Linked DNA regions of Gossypium hirsutum: region 1 is linked to region 2. A link is a contact called in public Hi-C data. All regions are on one chromosome and are shown on one strand. Each heading gives the region's core, a stretch centred on a gene start, on an enhancer-like site or on the middle of the called end of the contact. The rest is flanking DNA. Distances are from core to core; before and after follow the strand shown. Region 1 overlaps LOC107929252 (glycerol-3-phosphate 2-O-acyltransferase 6). Region 2 holds the start of LOC107893789 (kinesin-like protein KIN-7F).

Region 1 (4,646 bases), core at 574-3,073, 260 kb after region 2:
TTAGCTTTCTTTTTGTCTCACTCTACAATATCGTTATAGTATCTAATCTTATCACCACCGTTGTTTTTACACTAACTGCAGGTAAACACACCGCCCATCAAAAGGAACCCGAATTCTAATTGTTTAAACTCTTTTTTGGGTCATTATATTTTTATTCAAACCTTCTCAAATTTTAGAGGTGCTTTTGAGTTTAGACGACTGGCCCAATCCTTGAACAAGTCTATTTAAATCTAATTTTTTTAGTTATATAATACTTATTATATTTACTATGTAATTTATACATAAAAATAAATAAAAAATTTAATTGATAAAAAATAATTATTTGATTTAATATTTTAGATTTGATTAAAAAATTAATTTGTCAAAACTCGACATACTAATGTGATATGAGGCCATCTTCATCTCTTTTTTATTTTTTATAAATTAAAAATATTATGATGTATTAATTTAAATTTTCCTAATTTGTTATTACAATTTTTATGTTTTTTTTTTAATTTAAATTCCTTTAGAATTAATGTATAATCTGAAAAATGAGGTAGGAAAAAAACATTTTTTTATAAAAGAAAAATGCTCTAAAAAAACGTGGGGCATAGAGAGGCATTCGCTGGGGGCAGGGGATTTCTGTTACGAATACCTCAACCATAAAACTAATTTTGGTTTGGCGATAGGGTAGGTGAAAGCATTTGGGTATCCATAATGTTTTTTGTTTGATTTTGTTACACTCAACCACAATATTTTCATGCCCTATATACGTATTACACTTACTCTAAACATTTCTAACATTTGTTCTAGCAGCACCGTCCTCGTGATATTAGGTACCGTACGTTGCCCAATGGGCCCTCCGCTTCCAATTTAAATGCCTTGATTAGTAAAAGAATAATAATAAAAAAAAAAGTTGGCCATGAAAATAACAAAAAAATTTTACCAGCTTGAATTTTGCCTGCATGGAAATTCGTACATGCATCCACCAATATCTGACACTGTAGATAAAAGCCAGATGAAGAGTTGCTTGCAATTTTTACATTGATTTCATTGTTTGTATGTTCAGCAAGGATACATGGTGCCAATAACCAAATGCAATACATTACCAAGAAACAAGCTTCTAAGCCTCATCATATTTCTCGAAGAACACCTAGTCCAAATACGTACTCTCTTGGCTACCCTCTCCACTTTGTTTTGGCTTCCTATTGGCTTCATCTTTTCTCTACTAAGGCTCTACTTCAATATTCCACTCATTAAGCGGATTGCTCTATACATTTGCAAGCTCCTACGAATCAAACTGGTTGTCAAGGGTAACCTTCCTCTCGCACCTAAGAAAGGCCAAATTACCGGACTCCTATTTTTGTTTCCTACTGTTGTGATCCATTTTTGTTTGGATTAAGTTTGATTTTTGAGTCAATTTCACATTCCATTCTTTAAATTAACAAATTCAAATTTAAATATATTTTAAATTTTATAGTTTAATTTACTTTTAATTTGAAATTATCGAAAACTTGAATTAATGTTACACATTAAACAGCCCATTATAGATTAGATATTTTGTATGTATATTTTTTAAGGATAATTATAAAGTTATTATGTGTCATTAAATTGTATTTAAAAAATTAAAAAATAATTAAAATATTAATAAAATCTCAACTCACTTGTTTCATTATTTATGTATCAAATAATTACTTATATATTAATTATTGCTAAATTTACTATCATGATTTTTTAAGAAACTATTATGATTATGAAAATAAAGAAAAATGAAGATAGAGAGAGCGAGAGAATTGTTGATGGGTGGGAGGTATTTAAAGGGCATGGTGTCTTGTCATTTGGGCTAAGGGCCCCTTTGGTTTACTGGTTGAACCCAATGAGGCACTTTGCAGCCTCATTTTGTTATCAAACACACGGAAGCAATTGTTTGGATTGCAAATCTCAGTGCAATGAAAATTTTCAAAATTCATGGGTGGTACTTTTTTTGACAAAAATATCCATACTTTCGTTTATCCTTCAGAATAGATATTTTAAATTTTATCCAAATATGGTGTGATTATTTGTAAAACTAATACTTCAAATGGTTGTAATGAAACTAATTACCTTAAAAAACAATTATCATTTAATATAACAAATACTTTAAAAATGATTATGTAATTAATTAAAAAATATATAAAAGTTATATAATACATATTAATATTTTATTAAAAAAATTACATATTTTCAATAATTCATTAAAAATAAAATTAATTTAAATTTTTTATTAAACATAATTGTAAATCTATTGTCCTTAATTGATATTTTTATTTTCAACTCACCATTATAATTGCGTTTGAATCTAAACACGCATTTCACTGTTGATTTTAATTTTATTATTATAATATTTAATCTCACTACTATCGTAATTTTTAATGTCATGAGAGGCAAACACACCACTAATCCAAAAAAGAAAGCTTAATAAGAAAAAAAAAGGTCAAAACAGTCTATATTTTGGAGAAGCACACACTGCAAAGAAGCAATGAAGTAAACGGAAAAAACTGTACAAAATTAAATTCCTATGCAAATACCACACGGCAAAGTAATAAAAAAAAAGAAAGGGCAAAAATGGAAATTGCTTTAAAAAGAGCCAAGAGGGGGGCTCTCACTGTTTCAAAGAGGAGGGGAAAGGAGGGAACCGAAAAAAAATTGAAGGAGAAAGCTTGAGAGGAAAGGAGAGCCCCAAGAAAAGAAACAAAGACATGACCAAAGGGGAGCAAGCAACAAGGAAGCTTCGATCGGTATATCTTTAAAATCCTTTATTTTCATATTGATGAGTATTTGTTGATCTCAAATGCTCGTAGTTTTAAGCTTTCATGTATTTTCCTTCATTCTTGTGGTTTAAGTTTGTATAGATTATTTATCTCGAAATGAAATTATATTGTTTTGATACGAAAATTTGATAGTATGTGGGATTATTTTATTCAAATCACTAAAAAAAATTATTTACGTAAATAATTCTAATTAAAAAACAATCATCCAAATTACTTGAAATGAACAGTAAAATTGAGCAGGACTAAATGGATGGTATCACCTTTTTTCAAACACAATCATTGCTTGATGATTGTGTCAAGTGTTAAAAAATAATTTTTTAATATTGCGGACTAAATAGTTGGCACTATTTTAATTTTTTTCACCCTGTATCATATTAGTATAATACTAGTATTTAAAAATTTTAGGATACTAACACACTGATAATCGACACCCTTATACTAGATATAAAAAAAAATTTACGCTGAAACATCAATGACTGACACCAAAATAATAAAAAAATTAAAGGAATTTAAAAAAACTTTAAAGGAATTCTTTTAAAAAAATCAAAAGCCTGCCCTGCATCTCAAAGCCTGATGCCGACCATTTGAAGGATGGGCCGCTTCTCAGGGCCTGTCAATTCTCATCCCCTTTTCTTTTTCTAATTTTTTTCTTTTTTAAGTAAATTCTATTCATTTAAATTAATTTATCCTTTAATTATTTCTTTTTCATTTAAATTCTATTTTTTAAATTTAAATTTATTCCTTTAAATTAATTTACCCTTTAATTATTTCTTTCTTTACTTAAATTCTATTTTTTAAAATTTGAAGTTATTCCTTTAAATTGATTTATCTTTTAATTATTTATTTTTAATTAAATTGTATTTTTTAAAATTTAAATTTATTCCTTTGAATAGATTTATCCTTTAATTATTTATTTTTAATTAAATTCTATTTTTTAATTTAAATTTATTCCTTTAAATTAATTTATCCCTCAAAATTTATTTTTAAATTAAATTCTATTTTTTTAAAAATTTAAATTTATTCCTTTAAATTTATTTTTTAATTAAATTCTGGTATTGAGGTTACGGCCATCAATATTCTAGCACCTAATTTTTTTTTAAAAAAAATCTGGTACAAGGGTGTCAGCCATCAATGTGCTAACACCCTTAAAAAATATTTTTTTAATCTGATAAAGTAGAGTTAGCCATTAGTGTGCCAACACCCTAATTTTTTTTTCAAATACTGGTATAAACATATACCAGTATGATACGAGGTGAAAAAAAAAATACAAGGGTGCCAACCATCTAGTCCTCAGCACCCAAAAAATTATTTTTTAAACACCTTACACAATCATCCAGCAATGATTGTGTCAGAAAAAAGGTGATGCCGGCCATTTAGCCCTTACCCTATTTTACTGTTCATTTCAAGTCATTTGGGTGATTGTTTTTGAATCAGGGTCATTTATGCAAATAATTATTTTTTTAGGTCATTTGGGTAAAATAGTCGTATGTGGGTCTCCCTTAAGGGTCCATTTCTATATTTATAAGGTATAGTCCTTCAATGTGATGTACTAGGTTCAAATAGGTCTCATGCATGCAAACACATACCCTTCCTAAGTATCAACATGCGTCCTCTTAGCATGGGTTTGCCAGCATACAAGCGAACTGCGTGATAGCGAAGCCTATAGGTGAACTATGTGGTATGCGAGCTGCTAAGCAGCAAGCTACATTCTCATAAGCAATAATCGATCGAGTTGGTTTTAATCGAATAGCGGGTTGGATTAGGATAAATGATGGCTAACACTATAACAATTAGTCCCCTACCCAATCAAACAAGAGTTACAAAGTGGCTCTTCTGAGAACTTATCTGAGTAAAGTG
Region 2 (4,094 bases), core at 185-2,684:
CAAATGTATAGGCAGACGGGAATGTGGACCCTTCCCGGAGGGTGTTCCGATATAGGATAGTGTTATCATTGATGCATTCCCAATCAGCAACTTCATTTGCTATAATTTCCTTGTCACTCAAAGGCCTCAACCTCACCACAACAAGAATCCTCTCCTCACGAGCACCTGCCGTTTGCGCCTTCTGTTCTTTCTCCACCTGCTTTAACTCCTCCCCACCAATTGCCCCCATTTTTTTTTCCTACTCCACTTTTCTTGTTACTCACCCTACTAGGCGTTAAGTGAAAAAAAGAGCCATGAATTTGCAGGTTCTCAAAAAGAGGACAAAAAATCAAACTCGATAGATCAAACACACATCGTACTCACCCTTGCTTTCCTAAAAATGCAAGAGAGTTTACAAGTTAACAGCAAGGTTGTTGGGGTTGCTAAATATATATTAAAGCTCAGGCCAATCCTTTCACAACCATAAGCCTATCTGCAAAAAGAAGCTAATCATGATTATAAAATCCAACTAACTATAGAAAACGATCCATGAGTATAAAGACTAATTACTGATTATATCAGCAACAGCGAGCTAATTATAGACTTTATCCAACCAACATGAAAATGATTTGCTTCTTATATTCTACTTTTAAGGTTAAACATCACTTAAATTAACCATTTTTAAAAAACAAAATCAAATGTCAATGAGAACTGGTAGTTAAGATGAAAAGATCCCTTCCTAACCCCCCCCCCAAAAAAAACACTCAAATTTTAATTTTTAATTCTTGAAAGAGCAGAAAACTTTCCCTAGTGGTCACCAACTATGCTTAATAGTCAAGCAACGAAAATCTTCAACTTTATAGTTTATACTCATAAATTAATAATAATAAAAAGTTTTACTCATTTTCTCATTTCTGCTTGTTTTGTTTTCTTTTCCCTCGAAACGAAAATGGCGGTTCAGTTTAAAAGAACTAGTATCAACTTTAGTACCAAAACAGTGTCGTTTTCCCTCCATTATGCTCTCTGATCTGATTCCATAACCGTATACTTTCCACCTCGAAACTCGAGCTCTGCAAAATCCTAACCGAATAAAATCTAAAAACTTGTTTAAAAATGAAAAACAATAGATTTTGATTCGAATAACGTAAGAATCCAAAATTTTCTGGATTTTTTTTTAAAACGCTAGCAGTATTAAGTAGTAACGATTTCTTTAAACGGTCAATTTCTAAATTCAGAAATCAAAATCACCCCCCAAAAAAACAACAGTCTTACATACGAAAACAAAATCTATCCACTTGTCGAATTTTAATGAATTTAAATTTAAAACTAAAAATTCATCGAAGGGGAAGAGAAGATACGTGACTTGGAAGAGCAAAAAAGAAACACTGAAGAAGCGAAATCGAAGGTGCTATGACTTTACGCGTCGAATAAAGTTGAAAAAACGAAAGGATACAATGGAGAATTTTAATTTAAACCAAGGGTAAAAATGGGACAGCAGGATCGGGAAGGGGAGCGTCTTTTGAAAATTTTCTCTTCCTTGATCAATTACTGTTTTACCCTTGCTTTTTTATATGAGCTTGTGTCGCGCCACGTGGTCTTTAAGTTTTCTTGTCAGTAAATGTAACTTTCCATCGCGATGCACCGTTCAATCGACCGCTATATTGTTAAACATCAAAGGTTTAATTATGCTCTCAGTCCCTATACTCTCTGAATATTTGAAATTTAGGCTTTCTATTTTTAACTATACAAATTTAGTCCGTGTACTTATTTGATTTAAAAATTAAAATCCAATTGATAACATTTTTAATGAAATTTAGTTAAATTTAAATATGTGTTATTCTAAAATTAAGGGCATGATTTAAAATTTAAAGCAAAATCAATAACACATTTTCAAATTTGAAGAAAAATAATTAATAGTATTGTCAATTGAACTTTAGTTTTTAAATCAAACAAGTAGAGGACTAAATTTATTAAATTAAAAACATAAGGACAAGTCAATTAAACCACATGTGAAATAATAAAATATTTGTGCACAAGTCTTTAATTGACAATGATCTCGAGTTCAATTCTTAAACAACCTATACCTTGTACCCTTATTAAAAAAGCATAAAGATTAATTTTAAAAGTTTGAGCAATAAAAGGACTAAGGTGGTGAATTAGACTAATGTCAAAATTCCTTTTGGGCTGTTCGGTAGAGTTTTGGATTTTTTAGTTGTTAGGGCACAAATAGAGGATTGAATAATCAAACCCTCTAATTGTAATGTTTGGTGAATGAAGGTTTGCAAGAGCTTGTTGAGCTAAAACTTCCAAAACAAAAAACGCTGGGATGGGCAACATTTTTCACGGTTGAATGGGAATGAGATATGTGGAATGACATATCTAACCATGCTTACTCAAAAATTACTCCCTTTGCCACATGCTCTCAAACCTAACAGGGGTGTTAATATATCAGTAGCTTTCATTCTCCCATTTTCACTTTCACCTCAAAGTCCAAAGCCTAAAGTCCAAAGTAAATCTAAAAAAAAGCCAATGTGAATCTACAAAAATCAACTATGGAGATTCATTTGCAAGATGATTTCATCCATTAAGGTTAGTTCTTTCTATGCTTTTAAATTGTTGTACTTTTTTTTTTGCCTTTATTTGTCAAAAATTTTTGCCGTTGTAAATCAATCTTTTTCCTCTCTGTTAGTCGATTTTTTCCCATGCATGTTAGGATATTATGGGATATTATCTTTTAGAAAATTGAATCCTAATAGGATATTATAGGATATTATTATGGGATATTATCTTTTAGTAATTTGATTCCTACGTAACTATGACTGTATAGATATATATGTACCCTTGAAGTCAATCAATAAAATTCAAGAGATTACCTTATTCTTGTCATGGAATTTGAGCAAGGTTTTTGATACAAATTATTTTTTTTATCATTCTAAATGGTTGGCGACGAGACTTCTCCTCCTCCTCCTCCTCTTCCACCACCACCTCCTAAAATTGAACCTAATTCTCCATTTTTCTTGGGTCCTCAAGATTGACCGGGTGACTTTATTACTCCTATTCGATTAAAGCTCGATAATTTTGATGATTGGGCTTTTTTTATTCTTGTTGCTTTGTATTCTCGACACAAATTTGGATTTCTTGACGGTACCATTATAGATCTTGTTCTCCCTTGCTCGAAGGATGATTGGGTTACCATCCATTGTATACTTGTATCCTGGATTCTCAATACTATATATCCGGAGGTAAGATCGATGCTTTCCAATTATGATAATGCGAAAACTTTTTGAGATGATTTACATGAATGTTTTTTTGTTGTCAACTGTCCATGTATTCAACAATTAAAAGCAAATATTAGTCGTTGTGAGCAAACCAAGACTATGAGTGTTGCAGTTTATTTTAGTAAATTAAAGGTTTTGTAAGATGAATTAGATAATCGTGAACCTTTGATTTGTTGCAAGTGTGGACAATGTTTATATAACTTAAGGAAGATGCATGAATAAAGTCATGAGCATGACCGGCTTCATCAATTTCTTCTTGGTCTCTATTTTGATTATTATGCCCAGATCAGGTCTACATTATTTTCCCAAGATCCTTTGCCTTCTTTGAATCGGGCATTCCAGCAAATTACTCAAGAGAAACGCATATGCAGCATTACATAGGTCAAGGAAGAAAAGCCCGAAATTCTAGGCTTCGCAGTGTGCACGGAGGGTCGTAACAAAGGTCAAGCTGATCGTATTGATAAAATGACCTTGTTGTGTACTCATTGCCATTGCAAAGGGCATGAGGTAGCTACATGTTTTTGACTTACATGGCCACCCAGATTTGTGGCTCAAGAAGTATGGGAAATTAGAGATGAAAAGTGATGGTTGCGATGGCAAGACAGGTGTCGCATTTTCACATAGCGAGTTTCTCATAACAAAGGCAGTGTGCAAGCTAACGCTATTACCGTAGATACCAGCCATAGAGCAACATTAGCTTAGAACATAGCAGAGGCAACACAAGTGTTAGGGGGCAACACTTCCTGGTTTTACTACTAAGTAATGACAGTCTCTTCTAACTGTGCTCAGTAATAAACGATCAACTTCCACTCAATTGGATAGTAAGTCCAAGAATAA

Evidence for each region. A called contact is a pair of places that touch in the nucleus more often than the background predicts.
Region 1: a contact with region 2 is called in a Hi-C map of leaf, with 4 times the contacts expected there. The contact joins the enhancer-like site here to the promoter of LOC107893789 in region 2. A contact is called at or near these places in 8 of 34 Hi-C or Micro-C datasets (callus, leaf and seedling).

Annotation. Positions count from the first base shown.
Region 1 is chrA13:44,208,803-44,213,448 of Gossypium_hirsutum_v2.1, forward strand. It overlaps LOC107929252 (glycerol-3-phosphate 2-O-acyltransferase 6), which reads left to right. Exons shown (of 2, transcript XM_016860623.2): 2 at 1,049-1,575. The coding sequence ends at 1,381. Among protein-coding and RNA genes, the nearest start is that of LOC107929252, 4.2 kb to the left of the region's middle. Within about 2 kb of position 1,824, at least 3 of the 9 cell types and tissues checked have an H3K27ac peak or open chromatin away from gene starts, as enhancers often do. A contact at or near this core is called in leaf, where this site is marked.
Region 2 is chrA13:43,944,961-43,949,054 of Gossypium_hirsutum_v2.1, forward strand. It overlaps LOC107893789 (kinesin-like protein KIN-7F), which reads right to left and starts at 1,435. Exons shown (of 15, transcript XM_041086018.1): 1 at 1,338-1,435; 2 at 364-472; 3 at 1-264. The coding sequence starts at 229.